Regions from separate parts of the Mus musculus genome. Here all the other regions are linked to region 1. A link is a contact called in public ChIA-PET and promoter capture Hi-C data. All regions are on one chromosome and are shown on one strand. Each heading gives the region's core, a stretch centred on a gene start, on an enhancer-like site or on the middle of the called end of the contact. The rest is flanking DNA. Distances are from core to core; before and after follow the strand shown.

The links. Promoter capture Hi-C pulls out the DNA fragments that hold promoters and counts their contacts. ChIA-PET counts read pairs in DNA pulled down with a chosen protein or histone mark. Capture Hi-C pulls out chosen DNA fragments and counts their contacts.
Region 2: a promoter capture Hi-C map of liver shows a contact between it and region 1, with 4 times the contacts expected there. The contact joins the promoter of Vat1 here to the promoter of Klhl11 in region 1. A contact is called at or near these places in 1 of 39 promoter capture datasets (liver), 1 of 115 datasets of contacts at active chromatin or transcription factors (bone marrow-derived macrophages) and 1 of 9 other capture datasets (liver).
Region 3: a contact with region 1 is called in a promoter capture Hi-C map of cranial neural crest. The contact joins the promoter of Rundc1 here to the promoter of Klhl11 in region 1. A contact is called at or near these places in 4 of 39 promoter capture datasets (cranial neural crest, frontonasal cranial neural crest, hematopoietic stem and progenitor cells and 1 more) and 2 of 9 other capture datasets (adipose tissue and liver).
Region 4: a contact with region 1 is called in an RNA polymerase II ChIA-PET map of memory CD8 T cells, with 17 read pairs. The contact joins the promoter of Becn1 here to the promoter of Klhl11 in region 1. A contact is called at or near these places in 5 of 39 promoter capture datasets (the C10 cell line, liver, maxillary cranial neural crest and 1 more), 2 of 115 datasets of contacts at active chromatin or transcription factors (embryonic limb bud and memory CD8 T cells) and 2 of 9 other capture datasets (adipose tissue and liver).
Region 5: an RNA polymerase II ChIA-PET map of memory CD8 T cells shows a contact between it and region 1, with 11 read pairs. The contact joins the promoter of Vps25 here to the promoter of Klhl11 in region 1. A contact is called at or near these places in 7 of 39 promoter capture datasets (the C10 cell line, the HPC-7 cell line, HPC-7-derived erythroid cells and 4 more), 2 of 115 datasets of contacts at active chromatin or transcription factors (memory CD8 T cells and pancreatic cancer cells) and 1 of 9 other capture datasets (liver).
Region 6: an RNA polymerase II ChIA-PET map of memory CD8 T cells shows a contact between it and region 1, with 12 read pairs. The contact joins the promoter of Plekhh3 here to the promoter of Klhl11 in region 1. A contact is called at or near these places in 5 of 39 promoter capture datasets (the C10 cell line, the HPC-7 cell line, cranial neural crest and 2 more), 1 of 484 Hi-C or Micro-C datasets (embryonic stem cells), 1 of 115 datasets of contacts at active chromatin or transcription factors (memory CD8 T cells) and 2 of 9 other capture datasets (adipose tissue and liver).
Region 7: a contact with region 1 is called in an RNA polymerase II ChIA-PET map of memory CD8 T cells, with 15 read pairs. The contact joins the promoter of Retreg3 here to the promoter of Klhl11 in region 1. A contact is called at or near these places in 3 of 39 promoter capture datasets (the HPC-7 cell line, hippocampal neurons and liver) and 2 of 115 datasets of contacts at active chromatin or transcription factors (memory CD8 T cells and pancreatic cancer cells).

What each region holds. Positions count from the first base shown.
Region 1 is chr11:100,470,818-100,475,078 of GRCm38.p6, reverse strand. Klhl11 (kelch-like 11) reads left to right here and starts at 2,297. Exons shown (of 2, transcript NM_172565.2): 1 at 2,297-2,898. The coding sequence starts at 2,351.
Region 2 is chr11:101,463,656-101,467,916 of GRCm38.p6, reverse strand. It overlaps Vat1 (vesicle amine transport 1), which reads left to right and starts at 1,718. Exons shown (of 6, transcript NM_012037.2): 1 at 1,718-2,209. The coding sequence starts at 1,784.
Region 3 is chr11:101,422,637-101,426,897 of GRCm38.p6, reverse strand. It overlaps Rundc1 (RUN domain containing 1), which reads right to left and starts at 1,813. Exons shown (of 5, transcript NM_172566.4): 1 at 1,288-1,813. The coding sequence starts at 1,794. Ptges3l (prostaglandin E synthase 3 like) reads left to right here and starts at 1,570. Exons shown (of 7, transcript NM_001357574.1): 1 at 1,570-2,282; 2 at 2,630-2,743; 3 at 2,855-2,921; 4 at 3,020-3,118. The coding sequence starts at 2,275.
Region 4 is chr11:101,300,045-101,304,305 of GRCm38.p6, reverse strand. It overlaps Becn1 (beclin 1, autophagy related), which reads left to right and starts at 2,020. Exons shown (of 12, transcript NM_019584.4): 1 at 2,020-2,174; 2 at 2,450-2,578. The coding sequence starts at 2,452.
Region 5 is chr11:101,251,559-101,255,819 of GRCm38.p6, reverse strand. It overlaps Vps25 (vacuolar protein sorting 25), which reads right to left and starts at 2,113. Exons shown (of 6, transcript NM_026776.5): 1 at 2,013-2,113; 2 at 1,644-1,789; 3 at 824-877. The coding sequence starts at 2,065.
Region 6 is chr11:101,168,868-101,173,128 of GRCm38.p6, reverse strand. Plekhh3 (pleckstrin homology domain containing, family H (with MyTH4 domain) member 3) reads left to right here and starts at 1,757. Exons shown (of 13, transcript NM_001346769.1): 1 at 1,757-2,404. The coding sequence starts at 2,243. It overlaps Ccr10 (chemokine (C-C motif) receptor 10), which reads left to right. Exons shown (of 2, transcript NM_007721.4): 2 at 1-131.
Region 7 is chr11:101,117,495-101,121,755 of GRCm38.p6, reverse strand. It overlaps Retreg3 (reticulophagy regulator family member 3), which reads left to right and starts at 1,915. Exons shown (of 9, transcript NM_026501.3): 1 at 1,915-2,215. The coding sequence starts at 1,977. It overlaps Tubg1 (tubulin, gamma 1), which reads right to left and starts at 1,639. Exons shown (of 11, transcript NM_134024.3): 1 at 1,514-1,639; 2 at 1,097-1,209; 3 at 758-925. The coding sequence starts at 1,562.

The DNA of each region.
Region 1 (4,261 bases), core at 1,048-3,547:
CTCCTCTGATCCATATCTGCTCTACTTAATTGGTGCCTTTATTTCCTCTTTTGTCCTGGTACAATCCATCCTCTATCAGTGACATTTAAAAAATCAAGTTGAAGGCTTGCCAGGTGAAGACATTTGCTGCTAAGCCTGACCATGTAAATATGATGTGGAAGGAAAAGTTCTCTAACATTAGGTGTGCAAGGCACATGCAATGACAATACTACACACCTATACTAAAGAATGTAAAAAGAGTTAAAGGCTTTTATTTGTTTGTTTGTTTTTTGGTTTTTTGGTTTTTCGAGACAGGGTTTCTCTGTGTAGCCCTGGCTGTCCTGGAACTCACTTTGTAGACCAGGCTGGCCTCGAACTCAGAAATCCGCCTGCCTCTACCTCCTGAGTGCTGGGATTAAAGGCGTGGGCCACCATGCCCAACTTGTTTTTTTTTTGAGACAGGGTTTCTCCATGTAGCCCTGGCTGTCCCAAAACTCACTAGACTAGCCTGTTCTGAAATTCAAAGATCCTCCATTTCATTCTGTGTTCTTCCAAGGTCGGCAACATCCATTTTTAGGAAATCAGACATAAGTAATTCCTCACCTTCACCCACCTAGCTGAGACTCGGTCTTCTTTTGAGACAGCTCAGGTTGTCTTCCCACAAATGATTCTGCCTTAGCGTCCCAACGGCTGGAGTTACAGGTGTGTGCTACTTTTACCAGCCTAAGACTCAAAGTCTTATGCTTTACTACCTTTTGAAAATAATTTTCTCAGCCCGGTGGAACTTGGGAGGCAGAGGCAGGTGAACTCTGTGAGTTCAAGGCCAGACTGGTCTACAGAGTGAGTTCCAGGACAGTCACCCCTACCTAGCTGAAACCCTGCCTATAAACAAACAGACAAACAAACAAATATTCTGTTTTATGGGCAAAAAATATGGCTAATTGCACCTAACACCAACCAAGTCTAATTAATGACTCAAGTTCGAGTTCTATCCTCTAACGTAGTGATGTTCATTAAATTGTGCTTTGTACTCCACACGAATACCCTACCATAAAAATAAATAAATGTAATTTTTAGGGCTATTTACTTATTGGTGCTGGGGTGACTAAACTGCCCTGGTTTCTTTTTTTTTGTTTTTGTTTTTCGAGACAGGGTTTCTCTGTGTAGCCCTGGCTGTCCTGGAACTCACTCTGTAGACCAGGCTGGCCTCGAACTCAGAAATCTGCCTGCCTCTGCCTCCCGAGTGCTGGGATTAAAGAAGTGCGCCACCACGCCAGGCTTGCCCTGGTTTCTTACATAGCTCATGTTAAATTGGGTGTGCTCGCCGGGCAATGGTGGCGCATGCCTTTAATCCCAGCACTTGGGAGGCAGAGGCAGGTGGATTTCTGAGTTCGAGGCCAGCCTGGTCTACAAAGTGAGTTCCAGGACAGCCATAGCTACACAGAGAAACCCTGTCTCAAAAAACAAAACAAAAAACAAACAAACAAAACAAAACAAAATTGGGTGTGCTCAGGAACATTTTAGTAATCCCAAAATCCAGGAGAAGAATCAGGAGTTCAAAGTCATCCTTAACTACACAGCAAGTGTGTGGCCACCTTGGGCTACATGAGAGACACCTGCAAAAATAAATAACTTTAACGAAGTTATTTTTCTTTATACTGCCCCCCTCCTGGATTGGAAAGATAGTTTAGCAGTTAGGAGTACTCTCTCAGAGAATCAGTTTGATTGTTGGCTCCCAACACCCTTATCAGGGGGGTTTTAACCGCCTTTAACTCCAGCTACTGGGAATCTAACACCTACCTGTCCTCTGTAGGACCTGTGCACAGACACTTTGATAAGAATAAAATTTAAAAATTACTTTCTCTCCAAAGTCAATCGTTTTGTGTTTTAAGACGGGGTTTCTCTGTGTATTCCTGGCTGTCCTTTCTGAGACTAGGTCCTCGAACTCAGGGAGATCAGCCTGCCTCTGCCTCCCAAGTGCTGGGATTGGCACAGGCCAGCAGAGGCAGGGGTAAGGTGGATCTCTGTGAGTTCCAGGCTATCATGGTCTACAAAGTTAAAAAACAAACAAACAAACAAAAAATGTGTGTGCGTGTGATGGCGAGGATACACTCCAAAGCAACATAAAGTAGAAGAAAATTCAACAAAACAAGCACAGGGGGCCACCATAATGGAGGGGCGAGAAAAGGTAGACCTGAGTTTTTTTCTGGCTCCGAGAACTGCGCTTGCCTCGCTAGAGGGCGTAAGCACGGCAGAAGTGCGCAGGCGCGGCTCCGCCCCGCGCGCACTATTTAATCCCAGAATGCCTCTGTGTCGCATCAGACTTGCCGCACCGTTCGGAAGCTGAGGGGGCCGGTACGGCGGCGTCAAGATGGCGGCGGCTGTGGCGGCGGCAGCTGCCGCTGCGGCCGCGGCTGCATCTTTTCAAGTGCTGGAGATGGAGAGCATGGAGACTGCCGTCGCCGGTTCCGCGAGCCTGGCCGCTGAGGTCCGAGGCAGTGGCACGGTAGACTTCGTGACCGGGGCCGGCATCTCTACCCTCGTCGACACGGGCGGGAGCGATCCGGGCCCAGAGGCCGAGGACTTCGAGTGCAGCACTCACTGCTCCGAGTTGTCCTGGCGGCAGAACGAGCAGCGGCGTCAAGGCCTGTTCTGCGACATCACCCTGTGCTTCGGCGGGGCCGGAGGTCGCGAGTTCCGTGCCCACCGCTCGGTGCTGGCCGCTGCCACCGAGTACTTCACGCCCTTACTCTCGGGTCAGTTTTCGGAATCGCGCTCGGGCCGGGTGGAGATGCGCAAGTGGAGCTCAGAGCCCGGACCCGAACCTGACACGGTGGAAGCCGTTATCGAGTACATGTACACCGGCCGCATCCGAGTGAGCACCGGCAGCGTGCACGAGGTGCTGGAGCTGGCCGACAGGTGAGACGACCGTGGGCGAGCGAGGGCTGGGTTGGGGGGTGGGGGGCAGTGTCTGTGGTGCCAGCTCCCTCATTATGCCCGCGACGGGACAGCCACCGCGCCTGGCACTGAGGATGCCCCCTGAGAGTCTAGCTTGTGCGCATTGCACCCCTGAGCGCAGATTTCAGGTGGTAGGGACAAAGGCGATGAAAAACGGTGGGTCGTGTTCGACTCCTGTGATGATGACATTTAAAAAACGGTGAAGGGCTAGCTACGGATCGGAGGAAATGTCATTTAAACCAGCTTCGCAGTGGCAAGAGAAATTGGCCGTACAAAAGGGAATGGGTGCACATTACAGGCTTCCCAAAGGCCTCAGTCAGGGTCCAGGCTGGCTTAGAGAAGAAAGGACGTTAAAAAGAAAATCCAGCGATTCCGGATATGCTGGGTTTAAAGACCAGAGGGTGTGTGTGAGGAATGTTTGGATTTTATTGAGTGTGATGGATGGGAAACTGGGTAGAGAGATTATCTGATTTTAATATTTAAATACGAAATATTTAAATATTTCAAAAGTGAAAAGTGGATTGTGGAAAATGGATTGTGGGGAGCCAGAAAGGACGCCACAGAGGTTGGTTCGGAGGCAGGTGGAGATGCTGGTACTGTTACAAATCCTTTAACACATACCTCTGGAGCGCTAGACACTGACCTCGTTACAGTGCTGGGGGAGGGGGTATATCCAGCAGTGATCAAAACACATGAAAATCCTTTTCCTTATCAAACTCTCTGATGTTTAACAGCGAATATATAGCATGTTGAATAATTATTACAGCTGTGAGGCAGACTGAGGTGTGGGACTGTGCGTCATAGGCCCTAATGGAGAGGAGGTTTTGTTTTTTTATTTCTTTGTTTTGAGACAGGTTCGCACTATGTAATGCTGGTTGTCCTGGAACTCAATCTATAGACCAGGCTGAGAGGAACTATTTTTAAATTGGGCACATAAAGAATGTTCAGAAATCATAGCAAAGGCATATAGGTGGCAAGGTAGTGTGCTTCAGGTAGAGGGAGAAAACAGCGTGGGTTATATAGCTGCATGAAGGAGGCAGGATGAGAGGAGCAAAAGCATCCAAGTGGTGGGGAGGATGGATGGGTCCCTTGGAGCAGTGATGCTCACCCTGCCTAACACTGCAACCCTTCAATACGGCTCCTCATGTTGTGGTGACCCCAACCATAACATTATTTCCTTCCTAGTTCATAACTAATTTTGCTTCTGTGAATATCTGATATTCAGGCTATCTGATATTTGACCCCTGTGAAGGGGTTGCTTGATCCCCAAAGGGGTCACAACCCACATGTTAAGAACCTTTGCCTTAAGGCCTCATGGGCCTGT
Region 2 (4,261 bases), core at 469-2,968, 990 kb before region 1:
GCAAGGCCTGAGCCTTCTGTGTGCCCACGCGTGCACGCAGGTGTGCTAGTGCGGCGGACACGCGCGGCGGCAGCAATCTATTTCCCGAACACAGGGGGGCGTGAGATGTTAGGAAAGGGAGGATTTTTGATTTTTGTCTCCCTCCTCCACTCTCGGGTCCAGACAGAGCTTAGGGAAATGGAAGTACGGACCTTAGCACTCCCACCCTACATTAGTGACATCATAGCTTTCTATCTCCATAACGACGGGTGGCGGGATCTAGGCCTGTGACCAACCTAGAAGCATGGACTAAGTTCCTCTAGCCAAGTACTGAGTGGAAAGTTTTAGGGGAGCTTTTGCGTCCTCTGGTGGATGTTTTGGTAGAAAGAGCAAAGGGAAGGCTAAGGAAGCTAGAATCCTTTGACAGCTAAGCTGGGCCAGAGCTAAGCCCCAAAGCCAATTTCAGCCTCATCTCAGACTAGCAATAAGCAAACCGCCATTTGCATGACATCTTTTGCCTAGAAGAGGATGGAGAAAGGGGCTTGGAGGGCTGTGATCGGGATGTAAAGTGAATGAATGAATGAATGAATGAACAAATAAATACACATACATACATACATGCATACATAAGTGAAAAAAATCCTTCTTTAGCCGGGCATGGTGCTGCACGCCTTCAGTCTTAGCACTCATGAGGCAGAAGCAGGCAGATCTCCCTGAGTTTGAGGCCACTCTAGTCTATATAATGAGTTCCAGGTCAACCAGGTCTAAATAGAGAAATCCTGTCTCAAAACAAACAAAACTCTTCTTTAAGTCGAAGATGTTCATTTTAATGTTATCTCGTTTTGAATAACCGTGTAAAGGTAACTAAAGCACACAATCTCATCGCTGTTTTACAAAAAGTAAACAGACACACAGCATTAACACCCAAAACTGTTAAGTTTAAGTTAGAGATGTAACTCGGGAGTAGAGCTACATTCATGAGGCTCTGGGTTCTATCCTCAATTCCAACAAAAGGAAAAGAGAGTGTGAAAGAAAAGGGAGGTGGTGGCACATGTCATTTTAACCACAGAACTCCGGAGGCAGAGCCAGCCTTGTATTCATGGCACCTTCTAGGCTCCAGGCCAGACCTGGCTACATGGTGAGACCCTGTCTTAGAGGTTCTCATGCTTGTAGTTTGCCACTGCAAGAACATAGTGAGTAAGCCGGGCGTGGTGGAGCACACCTTTTATCCCAGCACTTGGGAGGCAGAGGCAGGCGGATTTCTGAGTTCGAGGCCAGCCTGGTCTACAAAGTGAGTTCCAGGACAGCCAGGGCTACACAGAGAAACCCTGTCTCAAAAAACAAGCAAACAAAAGAACATAGTGAATAAAGTCTGCTTATTAGTAAACGGTAGAGTTCAACCTGAGGCACAATTTCACCGGAGTCTGATCCACAGGTGGCTAGATTATAAATTCAGATTTTAAATTATCCTTCAGACTGTGTCACGACAACTTTTAATTCGTATAAGGCTTTCTACGAATAAATCAAGTCTTAGACTCGGCATGCCCCAGAATCTCCTCATGCTTATCAGTCACACGCACGTACACCACCACCCTCCACCTGCACCGCTAGTCTTTTCGCGCCCTCGCAGCTCGGTCAGCAGAGGGACTAGCCCTTTAAGTCCGCCCGCGAAGCCCCACCCCCCGAGCAAGGCCCCGCCCCACCCACTGGTGTCCGCAGCCTGCGCTCTTCCTGACGCGTGTCCCGCCCTTCCCAGCTGTGCACCGGTTCTGTACAGCTGGGAACGCACGTCGCGAGTCTAGCCATGTCCGCGGAGAGGGAAGCAGCTGAGGCGGCCACTGTGGCAGCGGCGACCGAGGCCGGGGCGGAGACCGGGACCGGAGCCGGGGAGGGTGCGCCTTCGCAGCCCCCGACAGTCGAGGTGGCAAGCGACCCGCAGCCACCCCCGGCCCCCGAAGCGTCAGCATCCGCTTCGGCACCGCCACTGCGCTGCCTGGTACTCACCGGCTTCGGTGGCTACGATAAGGTGAAGCTGCAGAGCCGGCCGGCGGTGCCCCCGGCCCCGGGTCCGGGTCAATTGACGCTGCGCGTGCGAGCCTGTGGGCTCAACTTCGCCGACCTCATGGGCCGCCAAGGGCTGTACGACCGACTACCGCCTCTGCCGGTCACCCCCGGCATGGAGGGCGCGGGCGTGGTAGTGGCAGTGGGCGAAGGCGTCGGCGACCGTAAGGTGAGCGGTAGCAGGGCAGGAGTGGGCGCGTGCCGGGGGTGTGGCCGGGCCGGGAAGCCAGCAAGGACGCGGGTGGACTAAACATGGAACACATGGAAAGCAATTTATGTCTCCAGGCGTCTGGGAAAAGGATTTACTGGGAACTGGCAACAGTGTTATTGCCCCTTCCCAAAGCATTTTTTAGTAGTGGCCGCCGCCCCAAGCGGAGTTGGGGGGAAAACAATAAGGCGCCCAGGCGCATGCGCAGGATGACCTGCTCGCCCCCCTCCCACCCCCTTCCCCAAGTAAAACCACACCTGTACCCCTGCCCACTAAACACTCCCGGGGCAGTTGTGGTTTGTGACTCTGAGTGGTGGCTAACTCCCCCTTCCCTCCCGAGGGAGCTTTGAGAAGCTATGTAGATGGGGTTAGGCGGAGGCTCAGAGGCCGTGCCAGAGCGCTAGTCACATGCAGCCCCGTGGTGTATGGGGGTGTATGACGGCCCCTCCCCGAGCTGGGCCAAAGGGGACACACCCATCATGGAGCCCAGAGAGGCTGGCTTCCCCCACCGCCACGGGCCTTACGCTACTACTCGGGTATTTGACGTGGGGGAGGCGGGAATCAGTCTCCCATCTTTGTCTTGGGCTTGCTTTCTCGTGACTGCAACTCCATCCCTTCTTCAGTGACTCAGCTAGCAGGCCACGACCCAGGGTTACCCTTGGGAACTTCCGGCCCAAACCGCTGCTCCTCCTCCCTTTCAGAGGACCCCAGCCCCCGAAATCCAGGCGGAGCCCATTTGGACTAGGGTAGGGAGGTGTGGCACCTTGAGCAGGTTGGCCCAGCTTTGCCGGTCTGTTTCTCGTTTATCATTAATCACAGCCATAACCTTGGCCACATGAGACTTACAGAAGACCAGCTTTCTGAGAGATCCCGATTGAGGCCTCTTTATATCAAGTGTTTAGGAGTTTCTTTTCAAATCCAGCACCTTCATGAGATGCTGCCCCAGAGCAGTCTGAGCCTTTGCTAACCTGCTGGGTTTGCTGCATTTGTTGAACATCAAAACAGCTCCTCCTTAAAGTCGTTCTTTCTGAATCCAGCTGTGGTCACACCCTTGCCCTGACTTAGATATAATCCTACTCTTGGATGGTGCTAAAAGGACTTTGGAGGGTAGGGGTTGGAAGGGGAAGTTAATAGTTCATGTTACTGCTGAAGGCCACCCACCTATCCACTCCTCCCCACACTTTCCGCCTGGTAAATACAGGATTTCCTGCCTCAGGCAAGAATCTGCTGTAAGAGCCTGGATTCTATGGGGAGGGCTTTCCCACCCTCCTGGTGGCTGAGTTGGGGAGGGGTCATGGCCCTGAGTTGGGAGGGCTAAAGGTTAGGTATGAGTCAGATTAAGTGATACTTGTTCGGATTACATCTGGGACTGGCTGGCTGTCCTGCTAGCTTATTGCTCTGTAGCTAGCTCTCTTGGCTTGCTACTGTGTCTTCTGGACTTGAGTTTTGAGGTTCCTTGCCCAGGCCAGAACTCACAGAAAGGCTGTCCTCTTCAATGCAATACAGGGACTTGATTACATGTAAAGGGGGCCTGTGTAGAGGTCTCATTCTCCTACCCTGTGGATCCTAAATGTCCTGTAAGGAGCTAAGATGAGCCTTGATTGTCTAGGACAGCACCCACACTTCTCTCTGTGTGGTCTTCAGAGAGCCAGGAGGACCCATTGCTGACCTGATTCCCCCTCCTCCTGCCCAGCTAGTGGCTAAACTGGATCCTTCTGTCTTTGTCCCTTGCCTCCTGCAGAGAGACCCTGGAGCAAGTGCCAGAGACTAGGAATGAAAGATAATGCCTTTTCGTTGTGGCTGGAATGGGTTGCTCTTCGTGAGCTCGTGAGCGTCAGGCTTGCGTGCCATGTCTGGGTTCATGTATTTTCTAGGGCTGCCATTGTAAGCCTATATACAACTGAAGAAGACCCTGGGCTGGCCACACCCAACCGTTTACTGTTTACAACTGGGGCACATTTACCTGCACTACAGCGTGGCCCTTGCTCTGTGCAGCCCTCTCTCTACAGTTAT
Region 3 (4,261 bases), core at 564-3,063, 950 kb before region 1:
CACACACACACACACACACACTAAAACCCAAAAAAACTTCAAGATGATTCTATAGCAAGTTCTGGGTCAGAGAGCCTGTCTTTTAAAAAAAATCAATAATAATAATTTTCAAGAGCTGAGGACATAGCTTAATTGGTGACAGAGTGCTTGTCTACAACATGCAACTTCCTGGGTGCCACCCCCAAGACTGTTCCCTTTGCCCCCCCCAAAGCAGAAAAAATATATCATTTTGCCCAAAGAATGTACTTAACAATACAGCTGCTTAATTGGCAGAGCGAGGACAATTTTTTTATGTCATTACCTTGACAATTTTTTCTGAAAGTGACAATAAAAAATAGAGACAGTACCATCTCTGCCCAGGACCTTCCATGGCATTCAATACTGGACAGGGCCTGGCCACTTTTTAAGTCTGTTGACTTGTGGTTGACTGCTCCTTGTGCAAGGGTATATGGGTATGAGAAGGAAGGAACTGGAAACACTTCAGATCAGCATAAGTCACTATCTCCTACCAATAAGTTTTCTTGGCTAAACCATTTTGAGTGGGAAGAAAGCCACATGTGGACTGCAATCTGCACAACAGGAAGCGGAAAAGGCGGCCTGTCTCAAAACTTCCAGCTTCCAGACGTTCAAAGTTTGTAAGGAATCTTCCCGCGTTGTGGTTTACAGAATTTCCTTGCTTCTTCGGTGTACTGAAGAACGCACTGGTCAGTCAGAAGGCCCCGTTCAGAGAACCCCGTTATTAACCAGGATGGCAGAGCAGTCTGAAAACACTGTCAGGACATCCTTATAGTCAGGTGTGTTTCTTTCCACTGCCAAGGGATGGTGTCTGTTCACCAAAGCCGTCACTGAGATAAGACAGCATAAAGATCACAGCCTATCTATATGCCAAAAAAAGCACGGGGCATTAATTTCAATTTCCATGGATTCCAATTCACTTCCCTTTCACTTAACACTTCTCCCGTTCCCAATGTTCATTCTATCAATAAGTGCTCAGGGTATATACTTCAGGGTAGAGAGAGTGACACAAATACACACTCAAGTACCTCAAAGTCGACAGAGGCAGCACGGCTTCCATTACCAACTGCCTTTTCAATACTCTTTAAGGCTCGCCATATGTCTTTCTGCATCTTCCTGACTCTTCTCTCTATCTTGCATACACGTGCCTATAGTACTTCCAGCTCGGTCGCTCCTCACCCTTTCTACCTCGGTCCGTGTCAGCATCACCACCCACAAACTCCCCGCCTGCATCATCTTCATCCGCATCCGGAACTAGCGGCAGACACTCACCTGGTCCTCACCCCGCACCCGTGGCCGGTCCCCCGGCAGCACATCGCTTTCGTCACCGCCACAAGGGTCTGCCAGCCCCTCGTAACCCAGGACGTGAGGACAGCCGCGGAAGGCAAAGTCTTCGAGCTCGCGCAGGAGACGCTGCTGCTCCGCCGGCGCCCCGCGCACTACCTGGCGCAGACGGAACTGCACCTGCGCGAAGTGCGAGGACAGCGCGAGCAGGGCCGAATCCAGCTGCCGCCGCTCGGCTTCCAGCCGCCTCAGCGTGCGGACAGTCGCGTCGGATGGAGAGCCCGGAGCCGCTCCAGGCTCTTCGGCTGCCGCCGCCTCCGAGAACGTCGCCGCCCCAGGACCGGCCTCGGCCACTGCCCCCACGGGAGCCCAGCGCACAGTCTCGCATGGTGGCAGCGACTCCTCCTCCTCTTCTTCTTCTTCCTCGTCCTTCGCCTTAGGCCCGACAGCGGTCACCACAGTTCCTAGCTCCGTAGCCACTTCCACCGTCGCCATCTTCCCGGAAACGCCGCCCGCACGTCAGTGGCGCCCCCTTGCTGCCATGGCAACGGGCTCTGGCAGGGAAGCCTGGACGAGTGGTGGGCGGGTCTTGCACTCCTCCAATCTCGGGAGGGCCCGCCCCCTCGGGACTTTAATGCATTTTGTGAATTAGACACTTTGAGTTGGAGGAACAAGTGAATGAAACCGAGAACAAGTAACTTCCTGCATATAGGGGCTAGAGTAGCCCTTTCCCTGGATAGAGAGTAGATATTGTATTTCTGATATGTTTATTTCTGGAGACCCCGAGATGTAGAAAACGCTCCCGGTGTCCTTCTGGAGTCCAAATCACTCTTGCTGTCAAGCCAACTTTCTTTCCCTCCCTCGCAACCCTTCCTCCTACCATATAAGGAGAGGCAGCTGCTAGGAGCCTCCTAGAATCTAAAGATAGAGGCCTTTTCTTGGGACTCCAAAAGCCACGGGGCAGCTGGAGTCACCATGGAACGGTGAGTTTCAGGCCGCCATCATACAGGTCCTACATATTCCCCTGTCCGTTTTCCTGCAGATTTCCTCTCCCACATTTGTAGAAGCCGCTGAGTCTGCCCACCAGCACCCCAGACTCCACGTCTCTGTGACTGTGGGTGAGAGGGGGTGGTGAGATCTGAACGTATTTTCTAACTCCTTACTTCCCTTGGCTCTCTGGGTTTATTCTCGCCACCTCTGCCCACTCCCACTACTCCCCTCTGTCTGGTTCAGTGGCACCACGTACGACTCTACTGTCTCCTCCCTCCACCTTTCCATATTGCCTTCAGTCTTGCCCACCCCTACCAAGCCCCACCTCCAACCTCTTCAGGCAGCCTGCCCGGACTCTGTGGTACGACAGACCCAAATATGTTTTCATGGAGTTTTGCGTTGAGGACAGCACCGACGTCAGTGTGCTCATTGAGGACCACCGCGTCGTGTTCAGGTAGTAGTCTTCCCCTGTGGACTGGCCTGGGGTCTCAAGAACCGTTCCTATCCTCCTGGTGTCTCAAGAACTTATCCTGTCACTTCCTATGTCTCTTTACTGTAACTTTAGCTGCAGGAATGGTGATGGAGTGGAGCTGTATAACGAGATTGAATTCTATGCCAAGGTGAACTCCAAGGTGAGGGCAGGGTAAGGATAGTCATATCTGAACAAGAAAGGCTGGCCAAGCAAGGAGACTGGAAGTTTATCCTAAAAATAAGGCTATCTGTCTGACAGGACTCCCAGGATAAGCGTTCTGGTCGCTCCATTACTTGCTTTGTGAGGAAATGGAAGGAGAAGGTGGCCTGGCCTAGGCTCACAAAGGAGGATATAAAGGTGAGTGTGTGTGCAGGAGTGGTCTACTCCTGTGCTCTCCCTTCATCTGAGCATTCTCTCTGTGCACCCAAGCATCAGAGTTATATCTGGAGCTGTGTTTGGCTTCTTTCCAGTCACTATTTTAGGGAGTCCTCTGGGTCGTGTGTATTTGATATTCTATTTATTCTGAAATCTATATATTTCCTCCTAGTCTAGACAGCAACCACCAGGGTTTGTTGGGGGAAGTAGGTTTTTGTCTGTTCGCTTTTGTTTTTGAGTCAAGCTCTTTTGTTGTTGCTCAGGCTGGCCTTGAACTTGCCATCCCTCTGCCTCAGCCTCCTGAACATTGATATTGCAAGCATGTGTATGACATTACAGGTATTATTATCGTTGCCTATTTTCTGTCTCATTTCTTTTTTGTTTGTTTGTTTTAAAGATTTATTTTATTTATATGAGTACACTGTAGCTGTCTTCATAAACACCAGAAGAGGGCATCTGATCTCATTACAGATGGTTGTGAACCACCATGTGGTTACGGGGAATTGAACTCAGGACCTTCAAAAGAGCAGCCAGTGCTCTTAACCGCTGAGCCATCTCTCCAGCCCTTCTGTCTCATTTCTTAGCCACTCTTTCCATCGCTTTCAGTGGGCTCTGTTAAACATAACCTTGACTTTGTCTTTCTCACACTTAAGACCCTTTGATAGCAGCTACTCCTCTAAAAGCTGAAAGTTGGCCATCTGCTAACTGAATCTTGATTTTACATTTATTTAGTAGGGTTTTTTTTCACAGTTAAAAATTATTCTGGACATATGACTGTTAAGAGCACTGGTTGCTCTTGTAGAACCTAAGTTCAATGGGCAGTTCCCACTGTGGTGGCCCACAACCATCTGTAACTTGAGTTCGAAGAGAGCTAACACCTTCTTCTGTCTTCATGGGCACATGGTACACACAGATACATTCAGGCAAAACATTCATACACATAAGATAAAATAAATAATTCTTAAAAATTATATTGACTGGCTATTGACATTTGTAATTTTTTTTATTTGTTGCTGACATTAAAAGCATGTAGATTATGGGGCCAGTGAGATGGCCCAGCAGGTAAAGGTGCTTGCTACTGATCTGAGTTTGAGGCTCAGGTCCCACATCCTGGAAGGAGAGAGC
Region 4 (4,261 bases), core at 771-3,270, 830 kb before region 1:
GTTTGTGTATACATATATGTCTACATGTGTCTGTGTGTCTGTGTGTGTTTATCTGTGTGCCAAAGACTTAACATGCAACCCTGACTGACCTGGAGCTCACTATGAGGACCAGGCCGGCCACTGTGAAGATCAGCCTGCCATTGTGCTGAGATTCAAGGCGTGCACCACCACCCCTGGCCATAAACATTTATTTTAAAACCTGAGAAAGACGTTATGATCCAATAAATAAATACAAATATGTGAACATAATTTGTAAGAACTGCAAGGGGCGACCACATGACAAACTCTTCAACCTTATCAGCAATCAGTGATATCAATTACAAGAATGGAGAACTGGAGCCGAGCATGGTGGCGCATGCCTTTAATCCCAGCACTCGGGATGCAGAGGCAGGTGGATTTCTGAGCTTGAGGCCAGCCTGGTCTACAAAGTGAGTTCCAGGACAGCCAGGGCTATACAGAGAAACCCTGTCTTGAAAACCAAAAAAAAAAAAAAAAAAAGAATGGAGAACTGCCATTGTCTGCTATTGTTCCTCAAATATATCTTATCCAATACTGGGCAAGGCATCATAAAACAGGCCCTTTAATGGATTACTAGAGGCAGAATATAATATGAGTTGTTTTGAAAACAACTGCCAATGTTAATAAAGAGAAGATTCCAAAGTCTACAGTACTTTTAATGATAAGGTTCTGTTCTAGGACAAAGTCAATTCCTCATTGTGATATTATTGTATCCACCCAAATTGGAAGCAATGGAAGTTTCCATCAATAAAGAAATTCACTGTAATCTGTGCGTTTCTGCTGTGATGTATTGCAGCAATGAGAATGTTAATTAACAAAACTGGAGCAACATGGAAAACATTCAATTATTTTTATTATCCTTAGTGGTGGTGGAGGGCAGTCCATACCCTGGAATTCCTTTGGAGGTCAACTTCATCTCCTCCTACTCCGATCCTTAGGAATTGACCTTAGGGTCTCTCTCACGTTTGGTGCACACACTTTTACAGGTTGAGCCATCTTGGCAGCCCACATATGTTAAACTTACAAAGTAGGGCTGGACATACAGTTCATTGGTGGAGTACTTGCTTAGTATATGAGAGGCCTTGGATATGATTCCAGATACACACATACTCACAGGAGCCAGCTCTCTCTCTCTCTCTCTCTCTCACACACACACACACACACACACACACACACACACACCACAAATGCATTGGTGTTTTGCATACATGGATGACTGTGTGAAAGTGGTGATAGTGGTGTCAGTTCTTGGAGTTACAGACAGTTATGAGCTGCCATGTGGGTGGATGGATTTGATTTAATCCAGGTCATCTGGAAGTGCGGTTGGTGCTTTTAACTGCTGAGCCATCTCTCCAGTCTCCACTGTCACCTTTTTATTTATTTACATTTTGTTATATACATACATAATACACACATACACATATATACATACATATAACTATCACCTTTAATGTATTTGCATTTTATTATATACACATATACAAACATATATACATACATACACACATACACATACATACATACATATAACAATAAAATTTACCATCCTGCCAAACGCACTCCCTCAGAAGGGTTTAGACAATTTGACTCTCCCAAAAATACACTTTAAAAGCTCACACATGCCGGAAGGTGGTGGTGCACGCTTTTAATCACAGCCCTTAGGAGGCTGAGGCAAGTGGATCTCTGTGAAGTGGATGCCAGCTTGGTCTACAGGGCGAGTTCCAGGTCAACCAGGGCTACACAGAGAAACCCTGTCTCAAACAAACAAACAAACAAACAAACAAACAAACAAACAACACCCTGATCCCTAAGGAATATAGAAGTGGCTCCACTTGGAAGTAACAAATCTTGAGTGGACCGTCTAAATCAGAAGAGTGTGGGCAGCTTCGGCCCACCTGTCGGCACTGCTGCACTTCCCCGCTCGGCCTTTGGATGGCGCTCCGAGCCGGGTAAACAGGGATCTGGAGCAGGGGTCCTTGCGTCAGCTCCCGTCGTGACGTCACTTCTGGTCCTGGGCGGAAGTCTTCAGCTAGCCGACCGGGAAGTAGCTGAAGACCGGGCGATGGGAACTCTGGAGGTCTCGCTCCGGGGCGGACCCGAGGCCACCGTGCCCCCGCGGTAGAACGAGCCTGGGTGGCGGGCTCCGGGCTCCTGAGGTGAGGAGCGTCGGGGCCTGAAGTGAGACCTTAGGAAGAAGCCTAGAGTCCCTGGCGGCCACTCTGGTGCCCCGTTTCCCCGCTCGGGAGACTAGACTGCCTTAGCTGGGCTCTGCCCCGGAAGCGGGTCCTCTTGGTGTCATCCCACTCCCAGAGGGAACGGCGCGGACCGGGATTTTCCTCTTCACCTCCACCACCAAGGCAGCGGGTAGCCTCGGGCCCGAGGTTCAAAGGAGCCGATTCTTCTTAACGTCGTCTTTTCTCCGCTGTCGCAGGCATGGAGGGGTCTAAGGCGTCCAGCAGCACCATGCAGGTGAGCTTCGTGTGCCAGCGCTGTAGCCAGCCTCTGAAACTGGACACGAGCTTCAAGATCCTGGACCGGGTCACCATCCAGGAACTCACAGGTCAGCAGGATCCGAGGAAAGGGGTGGTCAAGAAGGAGGGAAGTGGGCAACTTTAGGGACATTGAGGTGGCGGTCTCTGGCTTTCGGTTTTCTCGTCAGGAATAGACCTCTGACAGTGTCTCCAGAGTGAAGGAGTATTCACATATAACAGAATTTCTTGAAGATTTACCAGTGTATCAATCAGGTGTCCTGTAACAGTCCCCGTGGAAACCAGGCTTGGTGGCTCACATCTATAACTGCAGCAACTCAGGAGGCTGACGCCGGAGCTGCCTCAAGTTCCAGGCCAGCCTGCGCTATTGAATGAGACCCTGTTTCCAAAAATAAAAAGGACAGGAGAAGTGCCATGGTGCATCCTCTTACAGGTGACGAGTTGAGGTTAGAGCCATCAGTGAGCATACTTACCTGAGGTCCAGTGAAGTGTAGGAGAGCCTTGAAGCCTGAAGAAGAGAGTGAGAGAGGTGATTAGCGAGTTTAAACACGTTCATGGGCCTGGCATTAGCATGGAAACCTTGGCTTTGTTGTATATAGCTCCCTAGACCTTGATTCATTTTTATTCATAATTAGTATTAGTTATGTGTATAGGTGGTTTGCTTACATGTACATCTGTCCATGACGAGAATGCCTGATGCCGGGAGAGGCCAGAAGAGGGCGTCAGATCCCTGAACTGGAGTTAACAGGTGGTTGTGAGCCACCGTGTGAGGGCTAGGACTCGAACCTAGGTCCTTTACAGGAGCAACAGGTGCTCTAAGCTATTGAGTGATCTGCCCAGCTCTTTATTTTTCTTCTCCTTAAAAAAAAATTATTTTCATTGTTCTTGCTGTTGGTATAGACAGAGTTTCACTCTAGCCCTTGCCTGGCTAGATTGTCCTGCCTCTGCCTTCAGAGTCCTGGGGCTTAAAGGTGTGCGCCACCACACCTGGCTTATTTTTCATTTTTAAAGGTTAATGTTGTGTGTTGAAAGCTTTCATCTCCCAAGTGTTGGAATAAAGGAGGTCTGTGTGCTACCATGCCCGGCTTTACATGTTTCTAAACTAGTGTTCATACATTTTAAAACCTGATATATTTAGGGGGTGCCACTTGATGTTTGAATACACATGTAATGATGTTCAAATCAGGGTTGGCACATTTGTCTCTTCTAACGTTTTGTTTGTTTGTTTGTTTCCTTGTGGTTGAAACATTTCTAATCGTCCCTGCTGGCTTTTGGGGACTGTGCAGTCCACCATTGGTACCCATAGTCAGCACCGTCCAGTAGAGCAGAACTTTTCTCCTGTCTAACCAGTCTGTTGTGTATAACCATCATATTGTTCTCAGTTTAAATGAGATGCACCACACCTGAGTGAGACCAGGCAGTGCTTGCTTTACTGGGCCTGGATAATCTCATTTAATGTATGTCCTTCAGTCTTAATGACAGGAGTTCATGCTTTTAAAAAAAACGGCTGAATAGATTGTCATTGAATGAATATTAGCTGTGTCTTTGTTGGTGATGTTTTGTTTTTGAGGTAGAGTCTTATATAACAGAGGCTTGCTTTAAACACATGCTTGAATTTCCTCAGACTCAGCCCGGCAGTGGTAGCACACGCCTTTAATTCCAGAACTTGGGAGGCAGAGGCAGGAAGATTTCTGAATTTGAGGCCAGTGAGACTATAGAGTAAGTTCCAGGACAGCCAGGGCCACATAGAAAAA
Region 5 (4,261 bases), core at 864-3,363, 780 kb before region 1:
TGTACACTAACAGGGGGTGGGGGTGGGGATGGCAGGAGGTGGGGGGTGGGGGGAGAACTAGGCCATCTCAGAATACTTGAGGCTTCAGGCTGAGAGAGACAAAAAAGAAAAAAAAAAAAAAAAGGTCACTAAAAGGAAGAGTTGCCCTGTTGTACCCTCAGGGGAAAAAAAATCCCAAGTAAGAAGAAAAAAAGTAGGGGAGGGGCCGGATAGATGGCTCAGTGGTTAACACTGACTGTTTTTCCAGAGGACCCGGCTTCAATTCCCAGCACCCACATGGTAGCTTACAACTGTCTGTAACTCTAGTTCCAGGGGATCTGACACCTTCATACAGACATATAAGAAGGCAAATACCACAGGACATGTGAAAAACAGTATTTAAAAAACAAAACAAGCTGGGCGTGGTGGCGCATGCCTTTAATCCCAGCAGAGGAGGCAGAGGCAGGCGGATTTCTGAGTTCGAGGCCAGCCTGGTCTACAAAGTGAGCTCCAGGACAGCCAGGGCTATACAGAGAAACCCTGTCTCGAAAAACCAAAAAAAAAAAAAAAAAAAAAAAAAAAAAAAAAACCAAACCAAACCAAACCAAACAAAACCAGGGGGCCTGAAGAGATGGCTCAGTGGTTAAGAGCATTGACTGCTCTTCCACAGGTCCTGAGTTCAATTCCCAGCAACCACATGGTGGCTCACAACCATCTGTAATGAGATCTGATGCCCTCTTCTGGTGTGTCTTAAGAGAGCAATGGTGTACTCATATACATGAAATAAATAAATATATCTTTAAACAGACAAACAAACCAACAGGTATCTGAGAACTGAACCCACCTTTCTTTCTCAGTTCTTCTAATACAATCTGAATTGACTCCACAGGAAGTTTCCCTGGCTTAAGGTTAAGGGAATGGCCTACATGTAAATTAGGTTAAATAAAACATTTTCGGAGTTCGGCCCACGATAAAGAATGATCTAGCCCCCTCCTTTCCCTGCCATACATACATGCAATTTTTGAAGAAGATATGTTTGCATTTCCTCAATATTCTGGAAAAGGAGGTAAAAAGAAACTTCCAGTTAGAAGGAAGAACTAGCAAAGTGTGTTACAGGCCTGTAATACCAGCTCTTATGGGATGGACACAGGAGAATCACCAGTCCAAGGCTGGGCTGGGCTATAGAGATCAGGTCTCAAATAAAAGGCAAGAGTTTTAGAAAATAAAGGGTGTTACCCTTTACTTCATTCTCTGTGCCTTTTTCTCCACAAATTTTACCTATGAATCAGAGAGCAAAAATAAATGACCCTCACTTCCTGGGAGAGGTGGGGCAAGTCAAAAAAATTATTAAAGATGGTTTGGGATTTGAGGCTCACAGAGAGGAGATTCAAATAGTTTTAAAGGGTCCAGTGTGTAAAGCTTGGGACTTAAAGACCCCAGCACTCATTAACTAGGGTAAAGGGAGCTTGCACTGCCTGCAAAAGTGCATATAAAATGATTATCTGCCATTTAGTTTTGCTGTTTCCCAAGTCCAGGTTGAATAGAAGCCTGCCTACTGTGGGTAAAGGGAGGTGGGGAGATGCAGTCTGGGCATGTAGAAAAGTGTGGGAGTGCGTGTGTGTGGGGGCTGGGGGTGGGCTATGGAAGAGCCTGAGGGAGGATACGCTGTAGCTTGACGTTGTTGAAAAGCGGGCTCTCCTGGGCTTCCATCACCGTCATGCTGGACTGTTTGTGCAGGCGGCAGAAGGACAGAACCAGAGAGCACCAGGCGGCCAGCTGCTTCTGCCGGGTGTCCACGTTCGGCTGTAACCTGCCGGGCGAAGGGAGCAGGACGAGGAATTAAAGCGTGGAAGAGGGCGGCAGCAGCACCAGCCTAGCAGCACGTTAGGGGGAGACAGTGACGGGCTGGCTGGACAGGAAGGCGGCCGGCAGCTCCCGTCTCCCCCGGAACCCCAAGTGAATCATCAGGGCTGAGCCCTGGGCCCCGGGGACGGGAGGGAGCTACACTGGGCTTCTCAGGGTCTGAGCCTCACGTAAAGAAGGGCGGGAAGCGGTACTGCCACGGCCACTCGAAACTCATCGCCATCGTAGTAGCCCAGAAAACCCGGAACCGACAAGGGGCTTCCGGTCTCCGCCTCAGCATGTCCGGGCTGACAGCACAGCAGAAAGGTTCCGGACTCCTCTCGGGAGGCGCCGCAGTGGGATGGGAACGGTTCTTGTCACCAATCTGCTGCTGTCTAAAGAAAAACTTCAACATGAAGCGCAGGAGTTCTGGGTCTTGTCGCTTAAACAGAGGGAAACGGGGGCGGGGGGGGGGGGGGGGGACGACGACACGTAGTTTCCCTCTGCAAATTGCGAGGTCAGCCGAACGCAAGTTAGAATCCACATCTGGAGGCTTCACCTTCGTGTCGGTTGCCAATTTAAACTCATGATGCCGAAATTTCCTGCATTCCCACCCAGGTTGACTTCACTCTTAAATTTCCTGTAGGATCATGGGAGCATATTGTGTGGTTTGCATCGCTATACGCGATTTTCAAAGAATCAAAACTTATTGCTTTTTTCAAAGAATCAAAACTAACGTTTAGCTCTTAACCTCTTCCTTTCTAGACCCCAGACTTGGAATCCCTTTGGCTTCATCTGACTCATACCCAGCCTACACTAGTCAGATCTGTCCCTTTGCCTGCCTAAACTACGGGTCAGTTCCCAAACCAGAATTACTGTTTCCATTCTCCCAACAGTACTTCCACTGCTGAGCTGTGGAAAATTGCTGAAGACCAACCAGAACATGTTTACTGAGTCCCGGGCTCGCTGACTAATCTCACTACTGGACTCTCAGGGGAGCCTTGTTGGATCTAGAAATACAAGTTTGGGAGTCTTCTGACCTGACATGCAATATGAACCCATTTAAGGGATAAGAGCACTAAACAAAAGGTGTATTGAAAAGAAGGCTGACCTTGGGCTGCTAGGAGATGCTCACCTTTAAAGAGCGAGAAGAAGCTGGGCTGTTTTCATTGATTCCCTGTTATCCTCATTCAAAATAGTCCGCCTGTGTCTATCTTTCTGTTCCCTGAAGAATTATTGTGAGAATCCCTTAATCTCTCTCTGTCACAATGTTTAATTCATAGCTCCAAAGCTCCTCCCCATTTTTTCTTCCTTTGCCTTTTGAACTCAAAACTGCCATTCTTCCTTTACAAGTAACGTGTTGCCTCAATTTTTCAATTTCTTTCCGGATATCACTATCATCATGCCTCCCTCCCTTTCTGTGTAGCTCACTTTATTTCTATTTAAAAGTAATGTTAGGGCTGGTGAGATGGCTCAGCAGGTAAAGAGCACTGACTGCTCTTCTGAAGGTCCTGAGTTCAAATCCCAGCAGCCACATGGTGGCTCACAATCACTCGTAATGAGATCTGACGCCCTCTTCTGGTGTGTCTGAAGACAGCTACAGTGTACTCATATACATACATAAACAAATAAATCTTAAAAGAAAAAAAAAATGTTAGCTGAGCACACCTTTATCCCAGAGCTCAGCCTTTAATCCCACTGCCTCAACCTTCTGAGAACTGAGATTACATGTGTGTGCTGTGTCCATGGTCTGTTTTTTTTAAAGATATATCTATTTTAGATATGTGAGTACACTGTAGTTGTCTTCAGACACACCAGAAGAGGGCATCAGATCCCATTACAGATGGTTTTGAGCCACCATGTGGTTGCTGGGAATTAAACTCAGGACCTCTGGAAGAGCACTCAGTGCTCTTAACTGCTAAGCCATCTCTCTAGACCCACCTTCTTTCTTTTTAAAGAAGGTATTAATTTCTTTTTATTTATATGTATATATGCATTTATGCAAGTGCTCCTGGAGACAAGAAGAGGATTCCCTGGAGCTGGAATTACAGGTGATTGTGAGTTGCCTGACATGGCTATTTAAATGGAATAGAACTTTGGTCCTTTGTAAGAGCAGTGACTGATCTTAATCTATGAGCTATCTTTTCAGCCCCCTACATTTTCCCCCCTTAGGTCAGTTCTGAAGGTCAAAGTCTGACTTATCTCTAACACCTCTCTCTCCTTTACCCCCTCATGACGGATGGTCCTATAGATTCCCTTCATTGATTTTAATCATAACTCCTACTTATAATTAGGTTTGCCTCCCCGCTCATCAGTTTGGCTAAGTCTTGATTTTCTCACTCCTGGATACCTTTGTCGATGTTGTTTGAGACAGGATCTCACTATGTCAACCTGGCTACACAGATCAGGGTGGCCTCAAACTCAGAGATCCACCTACCTC
Region 6 (4,261 bases), core at 508-3,007, 700 kb before region 1:
GCTGTCCCCAGCTGTACGTGCGTGGGTCTGGTAGAGGCTGGAGGCAAGAGATTCTAGTTTGGGGTAGGTTTTTGGATCCCTTCTAAAGTCCTGCTGTGCAAAGAAAAACGCTAATTAAAAAGTTGAGTCTGATGGTGTGTGGACTGGATACCTGTAGCCCCAGCCACTCCAGAGGTTGAGACAGGAAGATCAATAATAATAACAATATCCTGCCTAAGAAGAAATAGAAAAATGTCAAGGTGGACTTTTCTACCTAGGATATATATATATATATATATATATATATATATATATATATATATGAATGAGGGGGATTGCAATTTGCAAATTTTCCGAGAGGTGTTACTGGGCCTGAGCTCAGAGTGTGGGGCGCTTGCCCACTCTGATTATTTCCCCTCGGGGATCAAGCCAAAGGAAATGAGCATAGCTTGCCAGGAAAGGGGAGGTTAGATATCAGACAGAACTCTCCAGCAGGCAAGTGTCTAGGATCTTGAAGAGGAAGGGAGGTTATAGTTGTGGTCTGGCCCTCAGAAATCTCAGCATACACCACTTCAATCTGGAAGTACCATAAGGATGGCTTCTAGAGATGGTGCATTGATTTCTGGTCCTTGCTTTGCACAACTGCCAGGATTGTGCTCCAATGAGACAGTTCTTCCCAGTTTAGAATTCGGTCAGCAAAGTCAGACCACCGCTCCAGCCTGGAGTCTAGGGGCAAAAAGGGCGTGGCGTCCCTAGGGAGGCGTTGGCCTGAAGTCTGCACTTCGTCCAGCCTAGCCTAGCCCAGCCCGGCTAGTCGTGTGTCCTAGAGCCTCTGGCGGTGTAAAAGACTTAAAAATTTGGCCTCTTGGAGTCAGAAACGAGGAGAAGCTCGAAAACTGCGCAGATCCTCCAAGAGGCGCACACTACCCACCGGAGCGGACCTGGAACCCTCCGCCCGTAACCGCGGGAATCGCCGCTGAGTCAGCAACGCGCTCGAGTATGTGCGCGCTCCCACTGTCTAAGCTGTAGCGCGAACCCCGCCCTGTATTCTTTAGCGCCCTTGTTAACCCCTTCTTGTTCAGAAATGCAGCATAGTCGCCCTGAGAGGCCTCTGATCTATTGATTTTCTTAAACCACAGAATCCCCGAGCATGCCAAACCACTCTCCCCATTCCAGTTCAATGCCCTGTAAATTCACTTTTATTTCAGATCTTTGTCTGAGGCTTCCAGGAGTTCCTTTCTCAGCTTTTTCATCTCAAAAGTGGAGGTGGCTAAGATCTAAATCTGGACCCTTTTAACTCCAAGGATGGAGCTGCCTTTGCAGCTAGCTAACTCTCTCACACGCAGGTGTGGAATGCCTTGAAGGTAGTAAGGCTCTTTGTAGGGATTCCAAGATGTGACAGGTAATCACAGGTCAATAGCCTAGCTTCCTTCCAGCTTTATGCCCTTCCTTTTCCAGACCTTCGAAAAGGGTTTTTTAATTTGCTGCTTGGTGAGCCAAGAGTTAAAACAAGAGCACGAAGGCGGTCCTACGTGACGCCACAGACACCCCGTGTCCGACCTCAGAAGCTCCCTCCCCAGTCCCCCCCCCCCCCGCCCCTCCCTACTGTCACTCAGCCAGAGACACATGATGCAACCCGCCGCGGTTTCAAGCTTGGGATTGGTCTCCCTGACCGGCGCCAGGAACAATGATTGGGCAGAGGAGGCTGTGACGCAACGTAGACCCTACCCTGTGAAGAAGGGAGGAGAAAAAGAACAGGGAAGGCGGAGGGAAGGAGGGGGGGCAGAGAGGGAGGCGGGGTCTGGGAACTCTGCCCGCGCCCCCAACGCGCCAGTCCCGGGGCTGCAGGGAGCGCAGCGCGCGCCGCCCGGGCCCCGGCCACCGGACGCCCTACCGGACACCACCCTCCTTGGAGCTTGGACAACCGCCCACCACGATTGCTGCACCAGACACTGCTCCTACAGAGCTGGACACTACAACGAACACTACTTCCCAGCTCCGGACATTGCTCCCGGCTCCCTTCCCCCGGCCCTGGACGCTATCTCCCCCCTCCTCTGCCCGGGCCCAGACAGCGAGCCCCCAGCGGGCTCTGGTGATAGTCCTTTTGCACCTCAGCGCTGGACACTGCCTCCTTCCGGCCCCCTTCTTTCCTCTCGTCACACCTCTTCTCTACCCAGTTCGGGTCGGAGTACCTCCAGTTTCTCAGATTCCCTGCTGCTCAGGCAACACTGCCTGCGCCCCCATTCCCAGGCTGCTCGCCCGGATGCCTCTCCCCGGGGGATTGTGGTGGCTTCTCTGCTGCCGTCGAGGCTTCACTCTTCTGCACCGGGACTACGGGGACGGCGAGCTTAGCGGGGACGGGGACGAAGACGAGGACGACGAGACCTTTGAGCTAAGGACCCCGAGTCCAGCGGGCGGCGGGAGGGTAAGTCTACAGGGATTTAGAACCGAGTTCAATCTTTCTCACTACAACCGGCCGTCACGCCTGAGCCTGCTCCATACTTGGGCCAAACGCAGTCCTCTTGGCCAACTGCAAATGTGGGGGAGATTCTTGTCTGAGGGCCAGAGCCCCGGGAGCTCCAGGGGCAAGTAGCCCTACTAGGGATGCGCCTGTGGGCTTCGCGCTGCACACAAGGCGCTGTCCACCTGCTGGGGGCCCTGAGGCAGAGGAGGCGTCACGCGTGGCCCAACCTGGCCCTGCCTCTCCCTTCCCTGCCGGGCCCGCGTCCCATCCCGTCTCCTTCCGCCTCCGCCAGAGCCAAGGAATGTGGCGAGGCCGGCTGGGCGGCTGGAACGCCTGGGTTCGCTCTGCTCTCAGTTCAAGAGCACTGGGGCCAGATGCGGGAGCTCCCACCGCAGTATCCTGGGCGAGGGCAAAAAGACATCCTAGAATTGGGGTCTGCATCAGGGACCCCACAAAGAAAAGGCTCGGGACGATGGCCCTTTGAGGACTTCTCATTATTCCGCCACTTAAGACAGAACTCTCTGCCTTCTCTGGTGAGGTTCCTGGGAAACCAGAGGGAATGGGTGAGGGTGACTTGGTGGCTGAAAATTTTTTTTAATCAAATCTCCTTTGGGAGAGAGACACTCAGGCACAGTTGGTGTGTAAGACCTCCATCTTTCGAGGAGACCTCTCTCACGTCCTTACCCACCAGAGGCAACCAGGCTTCTGTGTGCTGTGGCCTGGGTCCAGCTCCCATTTCCCCCCAACCCCGCTCAGGGGTCCCCAGCAAGTCCGGTGGCTCCATTCCTGGGTGGGGCGGGCGGCACCGCAGCCAGTGCAGGCGCCAGCACCTGGCGAGGCAGAGGGCAGATAAATATAGAGGGGAGGAGGAGGGAAGCAAGGGACTGAGATTAGGGGAGTTGTGGGGGGTGGGGTGGGGTGGGATCAGTACCTGCCCTCTGGTAGAGGGGTGGATAGCCCCACTCAGAACCTCCAGAAAAGAAACGGGTAGGCTCCCAGGGAAAGAGTGGGACCTGGGAGTCCCCAAGTTTCCCGCATGGATAGGATCCCTGTCAGATAGGCCATGGCCTCCCTCGTGCCCCACCTCCACCCCCTCCTAGGAGCTCAGGGACAGGTGTCCCTGGTCCTCCTCCCCCAACCCTCCTCCTGGCTTTAGCAGCCTGGGCGCAATGGGACCATGGCACAGTTCCTGTCTAGCTAGCTTGGCTCCGGGTTGATTTTGACCAACCTCAGACCCCAGGTTACAATTGAAGTTCCTAAGCAGGGGTTTGTGTATGAGAAGGGCAAAATTCCAAACCACCCTTGGTCTGAAGAGTATGCGCTTAGCAGCCTCTTGTCCTCCTGAGCCCCGGCAAGGGGGTAGTGTGTCCATTTCCTCCGGGACATTTGCAGAGTAACACACAAAGCTCTTAGAGAACATCTTCTATAAAAGAGTCCCTCTTCCCCTTCAGTCAACCCTGTAAACCACCCTTGCCCAGTCTTGGGTCCTGCTCTTTCCCTGAGAGCCCATCTTCTTCTTCCCTGGAGGTTCTGAGCAAGGAAGTCGGGGGAGGGTGTAAAGGAAAAAAATTGAAGAGGCTTCCATGGGTAGAAGGTACTTCATCACATCTCCAGTTTGAAAAATGGAGAAACTATGCCCCAGAGATGGGAGGGGACTTTTGCAAGGTATGGCAGGTGCTAAGTGGTCCAGCCTCTATCAGTGGAACCCAGGTTTCCTGACTCCCAGCCCACCCCCACCCCCACGGTTGCATTTTCAAGGGGTTAATGGATATAAGTCTAGAGCTTGTAGCTCCTGGGCATTTTCTAATGGTCCACAGA
Region 7 (4,261 bases), core at 666-3,165, 650 kb before region 1:
CAAAATTCTTCAGGTTCTGAAAGGTAGTTTTGGGCATACAATCATAAATTGCATATTAGCTGGGCAATGGCGGAGCACACCTTTAACCTCGCCATTTAGGAGGCAGAGGCAGGTGGATCTCTGTTTGAGGCCAGCCTGGTCTACAAAGTGAGTTCCAGGACAGCCAAGGCTAAGTAGAGAAACTTTCTCAAAATAAATAAATATTCATATTTAACAAAAAGATCACGTCAAGGCTGTGGATGTGATGCATAGCTCAGCAATCTAAGTTTGTCTAGTATGTGATGTTTAGCACATTCCTAGAACCTGCCAAATAAACAGTACTGATACAGCCGTGGAGCTTGGAGGTGTGTTATCAGACATTTCTACAGTGAGAGGCCTGAGTGCTGACAATAAGGTAACGAGATACATCAACATAGCCTTCCTTCTCCATTGCGCATTGGTTTTGCTAAGTGAAGTTTGAAATATCTTTGATTTCAGAGTTTTGTTTTGAGTCTGAAGAAGTAGATAAAATATCATAAACCCATGGTACTTACTTCTAGGGTTAGTCAGAGGTTTACAAAGATAACACAGAAAGTATTTAAATGGCCTGCAACAAAGCACTAGCTAGACTGCGTCCTTAGCGTTCCAGTTAGCTCCTGGAGCCATGGCTATCTTACTCAGCACTCGAACATCTCTGACCTAGTTTCATCTGTAGAAAAACCACAGGGCCTGTGCCCACCCACAGAGTTGAGAGCCCTTCAGGGGAACAGCAAATGACCTGGGAGAATCCGCTGGCCCAGTTGTTGCCAGCTCCTCCGCCATGCTCCGACAGGTAGATGTTCTCTGGGTTGTAGAGCTTAGCATAGGAGGAGTTTAGGATGGAATGGATCACCCGGGGCTCCAGGTCCAGCAGCACAGCCCGGGGGATGTAGTGCTCATCATCTGCCTGTCAGAGGGAAGCCAGGATGGGTCAAGTCCTGAAGCCTCCCAACTCTGGCTCCTGCAGGCTCTCCCTCAAGATAGCCACTCTGTTCCCATCCATCCACTCAGAGTTTCCCAGCACCAGATCGCGCTGCCAGTCCCGCCAGGGTCCTGGTCAAGTCACTTGGGGGAGCACCTGGTAGAAAAAGACGTCCTTTCGGTCAGTGCCCTCCGTGGCGAACTCTTCTACGATGCCCTCGGGACTGATGCCATGCTCGGCACATAGCTGTTTCCAGAACTCGAACCCAACTAAGAGAGGGAGGCGGAAGGTGAAGAAAAAAGATACGTGAGTCTGGGTAGGTTCCAAATAGCCAGTGGGGGATTTGAACGCCTGGGTCTAGGGATCTAGATTAGCCTTGGGACTCCCTAGTGTCTAGGCCAATGACTGGACAGGGGAAGGTCCATTGGCTTTAGGCAGTTGGGCACAGGGTTGGGAATCGCCTTTGTGGGGGAGAACTAGGATTCTGCAGACAGACCGAAGCTATGACCTTATTGCGAGGGCCTCTTGCACCTAAGGAACCTGGGAGGCAGAGGGTCTGGGAGGTTCGCTCACTCTGATTGCCGCACTGGCCCAACTGTAGGGTGATGATTTCTCTCGGCATCGCTCCTCAGACATCGGCGTTGCAGTCTCTCCCGCCAGCAACACCGCCGACCGCTAGCGCGCTCGCCGGCAAGACGCAGGCGCCAGACAATGCGCTCCACCCCTAATCGTTCTCCGCTCCAATGGGAGCTGGGTTCTGCAGATGAAATTTCCTCCTTCATCGGGCTTCAGTCGTGCGAGTTGCGCGTGCGCGGCTCCGAATCGCGCTCAGCGCCGGGAACGCATTTCGACGCAGTGTTCTCTTCCGTCTGATGAATGCGCACCGGAGCGTCTGCGCATGCGCGCGTGGGCGTTCCGGCACTTGCCCCGCCCCGCCCCTTCTCCGCCCGGCCGCAGCCAAATCGTGCTTCTGCGCAGTCGGTGTTATTGTGACTCCCGGGCCGTGGCCCCGGATGTTGTGGCTGCTGAAGGGGAGATGGAGGAGGCTGAAGGGGTGGCCGCGGCCCCGGGTCCAGCTTCGGGGTTGGCTTTCAGGGGCCGCCGAGCTATGTCCGGCTCCTGGGAGCGCGACCAGCAGGTTGAGGCGGCGCAGCGGACCCTGGTGGAGGTGCTGGGCCCTTACGAGCCTCTGCTGAGCCGGGTGCAGGCAGCCCTGGTGTGGGAGCGGCCGGCCAGGAGCGCCCTGTGGTGCCTGGGGCTGAACGCGGCGTTCTGGTGAGACACCCGGACCCTCACTGACCCTACTAGGCGGGAATTCCTCAGGTTGTTCTGGGGGGGGGGGTGTCGATCTCTCACCTGCCCTGTCCTGCCTTCTTTCGTCGCCCTGGCTGCTTCTGATACTTGCCTGATAATGCTTCACTTTCCCCAGCATCCCGCCTGCCTCCAGGCTTTGGCACCCCGGGTGCTCGCAGGGCCTTCCTGGTCTTCTCCACTTGCCCCCACGACTCGCCAGAGAATCTGGTACCATCCCGTGTCGCTCGCAGTAAGCCGGGGTGCCTCTTGTTAGCGAGAGAAAGTGATTTCACTTCGAGACCATTTCCTCCGTTTCTCTTGCTTGCCCCAGGGTGGTGGTTCCGAGAGGTTTTAACTTAACGATGATGGGAGGAGAGGCAGAAGGGTATCCCTGGGTGTGAGGAGGAAAACAAGCTTGAGCCGGTTATCATGGATTATTAGCATGTTAGATACCGTCTCACCCAGTCAAGTTGGTGAAGTTTGTGTGGAGTTTCAGCTTGAAAGAAAAGTAGATGTATTAAGAAGGAAAAAATTAAAAAACAGTGGTGATCTTTCATCTGTTTCAGAGCCACTTAGGATTGCAACGCTTCCCCCCAAAAATTAGACCTTAGCTGTGGTTCAAGGAGTTTGAGGCTGTCTGAGAGCCGTTGAGTTCTCTTTCACTGGACAAGTGGCTTTATATTAAAGTGTGTGTTTCATTCTCTGGAAAAAATGAGAGCACCTAGGAGGAGTTTGGGCTTCATCGAGTCTACCAACCATGGTTTGGGTTTATTAATAACCATAGTACTGATCAAATTCCAAGGGAACTGACATATCACTGAGGCTTCTACAACCAGAAGAGATGAGACTCTTTGAATAAGCCTGTGTGTGTGTATGTGTATAGGGGTGTGGTCCTGAGATGGGGTGGTCGTGAGGAGTTGTGGGTACTTGTAGAGGCTAGAAGCATCAGATCCCCCTGGAGCTGGAGATAGGTGGGGGTTGCTGGGAACTGAACTTCTCTGGGAGAGCAGTATGTGCTCTTAGCCACCGAACCATCTCTCTAGCTCTGGAACACATTTCAAAGCTGCAACAGATTTGCTGGTCCTCAACAGTGTATTCTTTTTTGGCTCCAAATATCCTCTCCACAGAGCAGGCCTTGAACTTCTGACCTTCCTGCTCCCAGCTCCCGAGGATTGGGGCTATTGACACTGGCCACCATGCTGTACCATAGTGTTTACTTAGGCTAAGTCTGCGTTTAGAATCTTTCTCAGAACCCCTCTTGTGCTAAGTTGTGACTGATCCCTATCTCTGGCATTTCCGGGTAGTATGCCTGCTGTGTAGCCACAATGCAGGAGGTGGGGGAGAGATCCACCAAAGTGAGTGTGGCCTAAGACTTAAAAAACAATTGAGCTTGTCATTTATAGAGGGGACTCATACCTTGGGAGGGGTACAGATAGTATTAAAGTCCAAGCGGGTTAAAGTAGTCAGACATTGGCACTTATAGAATTGTTTTGGGAGAATGAATTTCTTTGAGGGCTAAACACAGTTCACTCCTCAGTAGTGTCTTTGTGAGTGTTGTCATTTCACTTAGTAGAGTAAAGAATGACTAGATTTTCAACGAATTGAAGAAGTATCACTAAGTTAGGTCAGAAACAACAAATCTGAAGTACTTCTTATATTATTTATTAGGAATAATGACGTTATCAAAAGCTGAGGTGCTTTTGATGAGTCAGAAGATTAGCTTGATACTACAAAGTTGTCACCTGAGTGCTGGAGTCCACCTTAGCGTAGTAGAGCCTACCTCCAAACCTGATGCCCTGATCCAGCTTCTGTAAGCTGTCACCTGACTTACACACACACACACACTCCCCCCCCCTCTGTCTCTCTCTCTCTCTCTCTCTCTCTCTCTCTCTGAAAGAATTTTTTTTTTCCCAAGTCCTCCAAATTCAGGGCACATAGTGTGTTTAGTGATGTACATTCCTTCTCTGGTGTAGTTTTCCCTGTACCTGTGACTATGCCCTCTTACTTTCTAAACACAGGAGGTTCATA